Linked DNA regions of Canis lupus: region 1 is linked to region 2. Evidence: chromatin contacts called from public Hi-C data. All regions are on one chromosome and are shown on one strand. Each heading gives the region's core, a stretch centred on a gene start, on an enhancer-like site or on the middle of the called end of the contact. The rest is flanking DNA. Distances are from core to core; before and after follow the strand shown.

Region 1 (5,881 bases), core at 1,133-3,632, 76 kb after region 2:
CTACTACTTAGTGAGAAATGTTTTCATTCAGACACTATGCTAACAACTATTTGCACTATCCTAGATAGTCATCTCATTGAGCTTATATCATCTCAGTTTTTCAGAATAGGCATACTGAGGTTTGTAAAAATTAAGTAATATCTATGACCACAGCTAGTGGAGTGTAGATGCCACTTAAGTCTGAGTGCTGAACCTATTTATGTTATATTTGCCATTTTGATGTTGCTCTCAACAGGAAAGGAAAAATACAAATAAAAACCAAATGTGACAGATTTTATGTATTTGCTTATTCAATACCCATTATTACATAGTTTTTAGTTTGCCTTTCTGTACAACTGACTATAAAGCTAAAAACTGCAGTCCCCAGACTGGTTTGCGATATCAAACAGAAATGTGGCAATACACTGGAACCCACTTAGCCTTTGAGCAGGGCCCTCAAGCATGTAGCCATCACAGCATGTAGAATCACAGAAGTATGTTTTTCTGGGCCAGCTATCTGTTTGTCATCTAGTTCCTAGTGTCCTAGATGTTAGGTGATGTTTCCCTTTGAACAGTTTTTCTCTGGCTCTTCTGGGGATTTATCAACTGTTACTCATTAAATGGTTTAAAATGGATTGTTCTTGCACATAAGTGCTGCAATTGGTTCAGTAATTGTTACTAGAAATAGGTTGCTATAAGTAACAGGAACTAAAATGTGGGACTGACTTGATAGAGATGAAAATTCAGGTTTTAGATGCTTGACACTAGAAAACTGGTCACACTTTATATACAATGGGAAGTATTTGGTTAAATAGTCATCTGAACTCTGAAAACAAACTATACAGTGACTAAGTCTGTATCGTTGGAAAGAGTGAGACTGATCAGAATGTTGGCTAGTACTGGCTATCTACCTTTACGAAAATTCTACAAGAGCTTGGTGAACCCAGGTGAAAGGCAGACAGACACGGCTTGGAAGCAGAGAGAGGAGGAAATACCACTTTGATAAGACCAGCACTCTCTCCTTAGAGTTTGGCATCTGTATTGCCAGAGCATCCTGTACTTTGAAGCCTTGGAAGGCTAAAAAATAAAAACATGGTTCACATCCTAAATTGAAGCCATTGCAAGACAGCAAAGCAGCAAACTTCGTAAGAGATAAAACTAGTAGATAAACAGGTAAATGCAGCTGGTATGAAAGCAAAAAAATAAAAAAATAAAAAAATAAAAATGAAATAAAGGATTTAGCCTTCCCCAAAATATATGATTTTAAATTACAACACGGCAATAACCATTAAGTTAAAGCAGGGAGAGAAGGTAATGGCCAGTCAATAAAGACAATATCCAAGGTTAAAAACCTTGACTAGATAGCATCTTTAGCTATAGTTACACCTGCAGGATAGGGATGAAACATATGTAAACCCATTAATGTCGTGACAGAACTATGGTGACCAAACATGTAGTCTGGACTGTCAACTCCTGCAAGTCATCGCTCTACTAAAAAGGTATGAAATTATTCCTACAATCCCACAACGCAAAACCACATGCGATTATTTTTTAAGACTGTACACGAGCCTGAAGATTCAGATCTGTGTGGCATCTCAGAGGGCAGAGTCAGAGACCACAAAAATGGGATGAGAGAGTAAAAGATTGGCTGGCTTGAGCTCATTCCACCACTAGTTCAGGAAGCCCTTGCTACGTCTGATCAACAGGATTTTAAAACTGCTACGACTGTTAATTCTCTGCATTTTCTTAATCCTCTATTAACAAAAAAGAAAAAGCCCACAATTCCTAGTTTCTGTAACTGTTCCTCTACCAAACTAGGAAACAATTCTGGCCAATGAGAAAAGTATGCTAAGGATTTCTGGAAAATTTTATTTTCCTGATGTGGTACACGATTTCCCAAGATGACCACAGTAAGCTCCTTCTGTTGCTTCACATGCATGTTCGCTCACAGATCAAGAGGCAGGGGTTTAGTTCCTCTTTCTGTCAATCTGAGATGGCTGTAGTGACTGACTTGACAGAATGCAGAAGTGATATTCGGAAATTCAGAAACTAGGTCACAGGAAACCTTTTAGTAATACAAAGTTTAGTGATAGCATGCTATAGTAATGCAGAAAATACAGATACATCAGGCTAAGGAAATTTCCAGGCAGAATGCTGAACGTGCCAATTGGTTTCTGTTAGATGCAGAGGATAAGATCTAGAAAAAGAAAGAATGAGCTAAAAAAAGGCAATATTCAATGTTTTATAGAATTTAGAGGACAAACAAGAGTTAGGACCTATTCGGCTCAAAAATAGAAGTGTTTATCATCTCCAGTCTTTGAAGCCTGCAAAAAGTTTCTCAAAATAAGAAACGGCATCAGACCAAAACGCGAACTCAGAATATTTCCGGTAACACGTAACAGGAGGGTAAAGTTCATTTCAGTGGTGCATTTGCAGCTCCCTTTCCTGACACCTCGGAAGCATTTATGACAGGCCTTCAACCAGACAAATATAATTGAATGGTTTAAAGATTTTTTTAACCAGAAAATAGGGCTCCTAAGAATCTTAAAGTCATGATCGCACACCATCAAGACTTAGCCCACCACAGAGAGGAGTCTTTCTGGGGAAAAAAAAAAAAAAAAGTGGGATTTTTTTTTTCCCCTACTGGACTGAACCCTAATAAAACTGGACTAAAAGTGATAGAGGTAAATTCAAAACAAAAAAGAGCCCCTGGGGGCGGGGGGGAGGCTTTAAAGGCAGAAAGCAGGCTGAGAGCTCCTCGGCAGCAAACACAGGCCAATTCTAAAGGAAAAGAGGGGAAGTTTTAGAGTGCAGCTCCAAAAACCTAGAGGGCCGACCAACTGGCACAAAGCCTCACTCCTCAGGGAGCAGGACTTGGCTCCACACAAGGAAGTGTGCTCAGGCTGACTTCAGACTTCCTGTGGGTGAGCAAGTATTATCTGTTTCCTGTGAGACCTCATCTCTTTTTAAAATACGTTTTTTGTTTTGTTTTGTTTTTGCAAATTTCATACATGTGTATCACCAGTGTAATACTGGCTTTATTGAACAGATAACTGAGCTTATTGGGCAGATAAATTGCCTCCTTTAAGGTTCAAAACGTTTCATTATAGAGAAATCATGCTTGAGAAACTGCATCTGAGAAAGTGGGACACTTATCTCCCATTGAATCTGATTTAAATGATCAATCCTGGACTTCACACCAATACCATAAGGCCATAACTTGGGGGATATTAACCTACTCTGCATATAGAAGGGAGATGAATATCAGTAGCCAAAGAGCAGATTATGCTAAATAGTCTCCCAAACTGGCTACCATCGACTCCCTGTCGTCATGCCTATGCTGCTTCTCACATGACAAACTAGGCTCGAATTTCCTTTCCTTGTTCTGAGTACACCTTATGTTCTTGACTAACCAACTGTGCCTAGAAGCAATACTCTCAAACATCAAAGACCAGACCATGAAAAGCCTTACTGTCTTGATTTTTAACACTTACTCTTGAGACACTTTCTCAGAATGTAGCTGCCGTGCTATGAAGACAGTCACATCTAGGCATTTCAGCCAGCCTCAACTCAGCCACATGAGTGTCACCTTGGAAATTCAGCTCAGTTAAGTATAATGTGCCTCCAGACCCAACCACAATTTGACTGCAAACATGAGAGATCCCAAGTAAGAACAGCTAATTGAGCCTAGTCATTACACAGAACCGTGTGTGATGATATTAAATTATTTTAAGCTACTAAGTTTTGAGAAGGTAATGATGTGAATAAAAGAAAACAAGAATCACCCATTATCAGGACCAACAATTTTTCTTCTGGTCCTTTCTTCTTTCCTTTTGCAATCAAAGGCATGAATCCTACAGTACAGCTGTAAAAATCATCTTGAAACCCTGAAGGAAATACCAAGACATTTTTAGAGACCTTGACCCTGAATTCCTTGGGCTATAAAAGAAGCACTAGCAACCACAAACTTCCTGACTTCAAGATAATAGAAAAAAAAAAAAAAAAAGAAAAAAAGAAAAAAAGAATCTCCTACTTGGGTTTTTGGTCACATGTAGCCATGTAAATAAGTTGATACTCAGGAATAAACAAATACACAAAACAATGTCGTTAGCTACTTTGCTAAACAAGGGCTGATGGTTCAGCTTCAAGTTTTATGGGCAAAGAGTCAGTCATACAATTGCAAAATTGCCAAGAGTACATAAAGCAAATAAATATAAAACTAGCTGCTCAATGAGAACCCAAACATTTCTGATAATGAATTGAAGGAAATATCTCTCATATCCTTGTTAAAAAAAAAAGATATGATGTGATGTCATATGTGACTTACTCATTGTTAACAAGTTAAATATAGCCTTATCCTTCAGAGTTAAATATTTTATAACATCTCTCTTCAACAAAGGCATAATGCCAGTTAGTCCAAAGAGATTCTACAAAATGAAGAACAATGAACTGCAGTTTTACAGCTACTGGCAATCTGAATAAATCCAATAATAAAATTCAAACATTGAGGAATTGGTGGCCAATGATTTCTACTACCAATCTTCATAAAAACTTCTTGCTAGTAAGCTTTTGATCGATCTGATAAAATCTTCCACTGTAATGCTCCAGACTCAAATTAGCATTCTCTTAAGGAAACTGAAGAGCCTAATTAGGATATGTGCCTGGGTGGAAAACTATAATTCAGTGTACACACTGTCTGAGATAGTAGCCAGTAACGGAGTAAGGATTTTCTCACAGAATGTTTCTGTTCATTTTACAACAAAAATGGAAAACTGTGATGCTAATAACCTAGCCCATATAGTATATGCCCCATAATTTTTTTTTATACTCTGTAAATTTAACTTGGAAAAAAATTAAATTGTACTGCCAAATGCTCTCTTTGATTGTATGTATATGTGAACATGCTGTTTGAATATGGGAGCTGAGAGATTCTGTGACTTCTGGCTTGCATACTTGAATGACTGTTGATATCCTTTAGTGAGAAAAGGGAAAGAAGAAAGCCCAGTCTGTGTGAGGACAATCATGAATTTGAGGATCCTATGGGCCATCCACATGGGGGATGGGAAGTATACATAAGAGTTGAAATATATGGGACTTAAATGTCAGAGAAATTTAAGAAAATACACATTTGTGAATAACCTGCTGACTAAAATGGCCTTAACATTTCATTCCCCTTAGCTTGACTAACATGATAGATTTCTTCCCAACTCAGGATTGCTTACTTATCTTTTTTGACTATTTATTTTAGAAAACATAATCGTAAATTCTTTCTGCCTCTTTGAGATGCAATTTTTTTTTTTTTTTTTTAAACAACAGCAACAACAAAACCAAAAACATCTGATGGCTTCACAACCCAGAATGTCTTTCTTAGGGACCTGGGAGCCATCTGTTGGAAGTGTAAGTAAACATCAGGGGAGATAGTACTCCTATCTCCCAGTTTTTGTGGGAAAGTAGAAGCCTAATTTTGGTGGGGCCAAGTTGTAAAACTCTCATCATAAAAATGTGAGAAGTTTCTTTTCCCTTTGGATAGAGCAATTAGCAAACATATATGGCCTTTAACTTCTCCAACACCTTCCAGTACTTTAGGGCTTAAGAGCCTGTCTGATCTCCGTTTCAGTGAAATTTAGATTTTATTTTGGCCTCTATTTGGTCCACTATTTTAAGAGCCTTAAATAAAGTTTTCCTGTCCCTGTGTGGTTTTTGATTTGACACTGTCTGTACAATAACTGAAGTCATGAGTAGATAGGCCTAAGGACAGATCAAAGTGTGAAGAGGACAGGATCTGGGAGAGACCTAAAGGTAAAGACAAAATGAGAAAGAGAGGAGGAAAAGCAAATGATCAAATAAATAAAGAAGATAACAGAATAGTGAAGAAGTGATTCCTTTTCATATATTTTTTTTA
Region 2 (6,109 bases), core at 2,470-4,969:
AGGGATTCCCCTTACTTTCCTTTGGTATTGTGGAGAGTGACAGCCACAGGGTTCCAAAGTCCAGCAGGAAGTTGTAAGTGGAGACTTGATTAAAATATTTAGCCCTCCCTTTGCTCCCACAGTTACAGAGATGAATGTAATTGGAAGTTTTTGCATGCCCTAGGGGAGATAAGGAAGTGATAAATAAGTTGAGAGTCAAGACCCATTATGCAATCATATAGCAAGGTGCAAGCAAGCTACAGAAGCTGGGGTAAAAAAGTCTGTATAAGGATCATATAGATAATGTTGCTTACACACACCAAGCTCTGCAGCACTGATAATATATTAAACAAGAACCAGCGATTGCAGTATTAGGTATTTACCCAAAGGATATAAAAATACTGATTTGAAGGGGGCACATGCACCCCGATGTTTATAGCAGCATTATCAACAATAGCCAAATTTTAGAAAGAGCCCAAATGCCATCAACTGATGAATGGATAAAGGAGATGTGGGAGATGTGCCATCAAAAAGAATGAAATTTTGCCATTTGCAATGACATAGATACAGTTAGCATGTATTATGCTAAGCAAAATAAGCCAATCAAAGAAAGGCAAATACCATAGGAGATCACTAACATATGGAATTTAAGAAACAAAACAGATAAATAGAGGGGAAGAAAAAAAGAGTGGGAGGCAAACCTCAAAAGACTCTTAACTATAGAGAACAAATGGAGGGAGGAGGCTGGGAGATGGGCTAGGTGGGTGATGAGTATGCAGGAGGGCACTTGTTATGATGAGCACTGGGTATTATGTGTAAGTGAAGAATCACTACATTCTACGCCTGAAACTAATATGTTAACTAACTAGAAGTAAATAAAAACTTGACACAGAAAAGCAAACAAACAAAAAACAAAGAACTATGAGGCGCTGACTGGGTTAAAAAACAACAACAACAAACCAACAACAACAACAAACATCAAAGAACAATTTATATGCTCTCTAGCTCTAGACCAGCTAAAACAACGAAATGGAAGCCAACAGACTGAAAAGATAGCACACAGAGTTTGTGTTCTCTTTCCCCTACAACATACAACAAAGTCAAGTACGTTACCCCAGATATGTTGGGGAGAAGAAGGGTTTCCATCTAAGAGTGGAGAAGTGTTGAAGTTGGGACCATAACACTGAAAACTGAACATATACTCAAAAGAGACAAGAGCAACAAAGTTACATGAAAAGGAGATGAAAATACTTTCTGTACTGTGATACTGCAGTTTAACAACTTAAAAAACCAAAACAACAGCAATAACGACAAAGCCAAAAACCTGTTACCCAATGACTGGGTAAGATTAGATCAGATATATAAAATACAAAAAGTCAGGTTTTCTTAGCATATCAGAGCAGCAGTAAGGGATAGTTCTAGATATTGTGGAGGTGTTCAATATAAATGAAACAAAGTATAGTATTTTTACAAATACACACCATGTGTCATGTGAACACATTGCTCCATCTAGGGTGTCAGAAGGGACTCATCTAAGCTAGGGATATGAAACTTGGATACCAATAACTTCACGGTGAATCTGCCTTTGAGGCAGCATATTAAAGACAAGAGTTTGTTAATGAGGGTGCCATCATTGTTCCCCACTCTCTTTCTATAGAAATCTTTCTATGATGGGTTAGGGAGAATTCCATCTATTGGGTGGTACAAGAAAGGCATTAAAGTAGTTAGAACAGAACATGCTTCTGCAGGAGAAAAAGTCTTTTTATTTAGTTCTCCTCTGAGTTTAAATAGAAATGGCCATTTTACAAGTCTTAATTGTTTTAAGTATGCCTTTAAAAGCCTTGAAGATGAAAGTATTAAATGCTGGCAGCAAAGCCTTATAAATGGGGGGGCTGAGGGCTCCAAGTGAGAGAAACTTGGACTCATAGAGGTCATGGAGAGGAAGCACCAGAGCTCAGTCTCCATCCAGTTACGTTTCTCCAAGCTCCTCAGAGCCAAACACTATGTTACCTCAGCAAGAGGCGCTGTGGTGTACATTCCAGATTTCTCCACACCTCTTCACAGTATTTCCCTTTGATGATCAAGACCTAGTAAAATGTTAAGGTTTCTGGTTCTCCTTTGGTGAGCCCATATTTGATTCCTTCTTCTTCAAACTATGTCCCACCTTTCACTGTCCTAGTGGCCATGACAACCCTTGTTTATGAGCTGAGGTTAACATGCTGAATGTTTATGTCTGGTCTTTACTATGAAATAGTGTCATGTGATATTAGACTGCTTTCATCATTCCTACAGAAAGATTATAATGTTTTAGACAAGCCTATACTGAGTCAACTTTTATGATTCTTGTCTATTGTGATATAATTACTAATACCATTATCCACCTGTTATGCGAGTCACTTGATTTTCTAATTTATATGTAATTCAAAAGAGTTTACACTATCAAACTTGATTCTTTGTGTTTCTCAATACTTTATGTCAAGATTTTAATAGAGTTTGGCATTATTATTCTACATTTGAATAATTATATGAATTGCTCCAACTGAAAATCAGGTTTGTCATTGTCCTTATTTAGTTTCCATTTATTTTTTTTTTGAATTATAATCTATAATTATGCAGGCTAAAAATGGCAAGTTCTTAAATTCTCCTACTGACTAACTAAACAACTCTTCCTATATATTCCATTTTTTTTTTTTTGCCTCACACTTCACTGAACTATGAAAACCTACTCAACTATTTGAAATGGATTTTGCAATATTTACTAAGCTATAATCTGAGATTCCAATCTTTCAGCACACCATGAGCTCACTCTAAGTGTTTCAGAGAGATAAGAAGATAGATAGACAACATTTATAGAGTGTTTTATACTACTCCTTAAAATGTAGCATAAGGCAATCTGTTCATAAAATTTCAATATTCTTTTTCTGTAGTCAAGACTGTATTTAGAAAAATAAAAAAGTTGAATCTCTCTTATGTAAGAAACCAATCTTCATGTCCTAACATGTCCTTCTTAACAATGGCTAAGATATTAATAAATATAGGTGCTTCCATTTTAGAGAGAAATCCTATAAAATGGACATCTTCACAAACTTCTGTTTATACAGTTATTTATTTAGTGAAGATGTTATCCTTTTATAAAGCAGTCTTATGAAGAATTTTAATTTTATAAGGTAATATCATTACTGCTGTGTTAGAGGTCTCTGTGACACAAGACAGCCACATACTTTTCAGGAAACAAACATCTAGTGACTTGGGCCCACCACTCAGAAATTTGAAACATGTCTGCATAGTTAACAGTTCACAAATGCGTTTAAAAATTCACCAGGCAACATGAATGAAAAGGAATATTTCTTAAAAGAAATTAAGACTAATACATATCAGGTGTTACAGAAGAAGGACATTATCATGGGGTAGAGGGAAAGTAGAACTTGGGGGTATAGATCTGAATTTTAACAGTGCCACTAATTCACACTTTAATGAGGGTCAGTTGAGCTGAGCTACCTGTCTAGGCCTCAGTTTCCCTGTCTCTAACATGCTGTGATTAAACTCAAACAGTGAAATGATAAAGGAAATATATCAGCTCATGGAACTGAAACATTCAAAGAAATATGCTGTGAGGCTTAATTCAGAAGCTCAAACTTAAGTGGTATGTGTTCCATCATAAGATTGACTCACCGCGCAGTAACTGATTGCCTATTCTGTGATCAAACTTCAGACACCACATGCTTCATCACTCATACACCAAGCAGGAAGAGTGAGAACCTCACACTTCCTGAAGATTATATAATACAGGCTTTATTTTGATTGATTCAATTAGGATATTCCCTTACTCAAGAAAATTGAAATACTAAATGTCTTAGGTCTCAGATTATCAATTACTATTAACAAGTGGTTGGGCTGAATGGTTTGGAATAGGTCTACCACTGGAAATGAGGATGAGATCAAAGCCATTCAAATCACATAACTGACTTCATTAGAGTGAGTGAAGGGGAGTAGAAGCTTTAGAGGTAACCACAATGTCAACTTTCTCTCTCTCTCTCACACACACACACTTAAAAATCCATATTTTATGAAAAATGGAAACAAAGCTAAGAGAATTATAAAAATTTCACCAGGCAAGCCAAGCCTCTGACTATCTCCCACGGAGTTCCTTTTTTAGGTCATCTTTACCACACTCAGAATATGCTGAAAATAAAGCCCTTAAATAGATCTGCTTTATATCACATATATGTAACATGTCCTGTGAGTTGACTGCTCTTAGGGTGGGCTTCTTGCCCTAAAGCTGCAAATCTGTAAGCTATAAAAGATGAAGAGAGTCAACCAGACTTTACCTTGACTTGACATACACAGTTTATTGTTGGAGCTGAGAATGAAAGGATACAAAAGAAGAGCTGGAGCCCTGAGGTCTCATGGGAAGCCAAAGTTGTGAGTAATAAGAAGCTATGAGTCAGAGTTCATGTAAATTGGAAAGGACTTTCATGACAGATCAGAAAGTACAAGAGGAAAGACAAAAACACAGAAGAAAGGGGCATAAAGAGCAGCCACATAGGCAGCCAGTAGCCCCATTCTTGAAGGTTGTTGGTTCCAGTCTCTATGAGAACAACGACACTTCTTTTTTTGAAATCCCTGCTATTGCCTCTCTCCTCTTTTTTTCAGAACTATCCACTCCTTACACGGGTATTTCAAGTAAGTTTCTGTTCCACATGAGCAATATGAATAATAGAAGCAAACTGAAGAACATATTACTAAAGGTTCTTTGTTTAACCAAATAATTCACAATAGGGGGTTCTTTGAAAGAAAAAAAAATACATTCCTGTTATGTTTAAATTTACCTTAAAATTTTACCTAACAGGTCCAGGAACAATTTCTTAAAATGAGATCTACTCACTTAGTAAATCTTTTTCTCAAAATATGTATTCTTTAAATTGCCTACCAAATTTTTGAAAAATAAAAAAAATGCAGCCCTTCTCTCCCCTACCAAGATATACTACTCTACTGCTATTACAAGCTAGACATCAACAACTCTAGGCTGAAGATGATTGTGGGCTAAGGATACGTGACTCTTACTTAAATGCATATTGATTTTTCTCACTGATTAAATTAGAGAAAGGTGAAATGACTATTTCAAACATAAACAGGATGGTTAATCAGCTTTCCCAGTTACTGTTGAGCAAGTATACTATATTTCTAATCTACAAAATCTTTCTAAAATACCCGTAGTTGAAACTAATTGTGAAGAGACTTCTAAGTAATTATTATTGAATTTAAGAATTTAATCCAGTTTTTATATTTTAGTACTATTGTGATCCTTGAAGCCACAATTACATTCTGAAAATGACTTATAAAATTTTTGAATACTCTTTTTTTTCTGAAAAGAAAATGTAAATTTGGTAAGGTCATATACCTTGCCAGCAGAGAAGAGCCATTGACATGCTGCTCTGAGTCAGCATGGAAATTTGCCTAGAAGCAGGGGTTCTGTACTCCTAATTGACCTGCCAGTTTGAAATCTTTTCTTGGCAACCATGACTTCCTACAGAGTTGAAAATACTGTCCATCTTGAGCTCAGATAGCATATTTAGTCTGAAGTAATATGGTGTTCAAAATAAAACTACTCGAGAGGAAAAAAATATGATTTTTTTTGAATTTTTAATGAAAGAAAAAAATAATCAGCAGCTGTTGGATTCAAAATATTGGATTTAAAATATCTTCTCATATCTCTGAATTAGTATTGTCAAGGGAATTTTATTAGTTGCCTACTTTCTTAAATTTTCATTTCTGTAAGACTCATCAACACTTGATCAATTAGCATAATAAATTAACCTGTAGGATTTTAGATGTAGAAAAGAAGTAGGCCTACAATTTTGTTTCTTAATGCATTTCTCCAGGCTGATTCTCTCAGACACCATGGGAAGTTTCAAAACTATTCTCATGATATGTCTAGCTGCCAAGCTCCTAGCTGCTATAGTGTCATAATTGGTAGGTAATTGGCTGTTGGGGACTCTTCTCTCAGCCTATAGCTGCCTTTGTGTGCTCCTTCAGCAGAAAATTTTAGAGTCATTAGGAGTGAATTCCACACCCTTCATATTTTTTCTGCATTAAAAACATTATTCATATAATATCTCAGTTCCCTGAT

Evidence for each region. A called contact is a pair of places that touch in the nucleus more often than the background predicts.
Region 1: a contact with region 2 is called in a Hi-C map of blood, with 1.7 times the contacts expected there. The contact joins two enhancer-like sites. A contact is called at or near these places in 2 of 9 Hi-C or Micro-C datasets (both in blood).

Annotation. Positions count from the first base shown.
Region 1 is chr3:9,970,394-9,976,274 of UU_Cfam_GSD_1.0, forward strand. No RefSeq gene overlaps it. Among named protein-coding and RNA genes, the nearest start is that of FAM174A, 49 kb to the right of the region's middle. Within about 2 kb of position 2,383, at least 7 of the 20 cell types and tissues checked have an H3K27ac peak or open chromatin away from gene starts, as enhancers often do. A contact at or near this core is called in blood, where this site is marked.
Region 2 is chr3:9,892,817-9,898,925 of UU_Cfam_GSD_1.0, forward strand. No RefSeq gene overlaps it. Among named protein-coding and RNA genes, the nearest start is that of FAM174A, 130 kb to the right of the region's middle. Within about 2 kb of position 3,720, at least 2 of the 20 cell types and tissues checked have an H3K27ac peak or open chromatin away from gene starts, as enhancers often do. A contact at or near this core is called in blood, where this site is marked.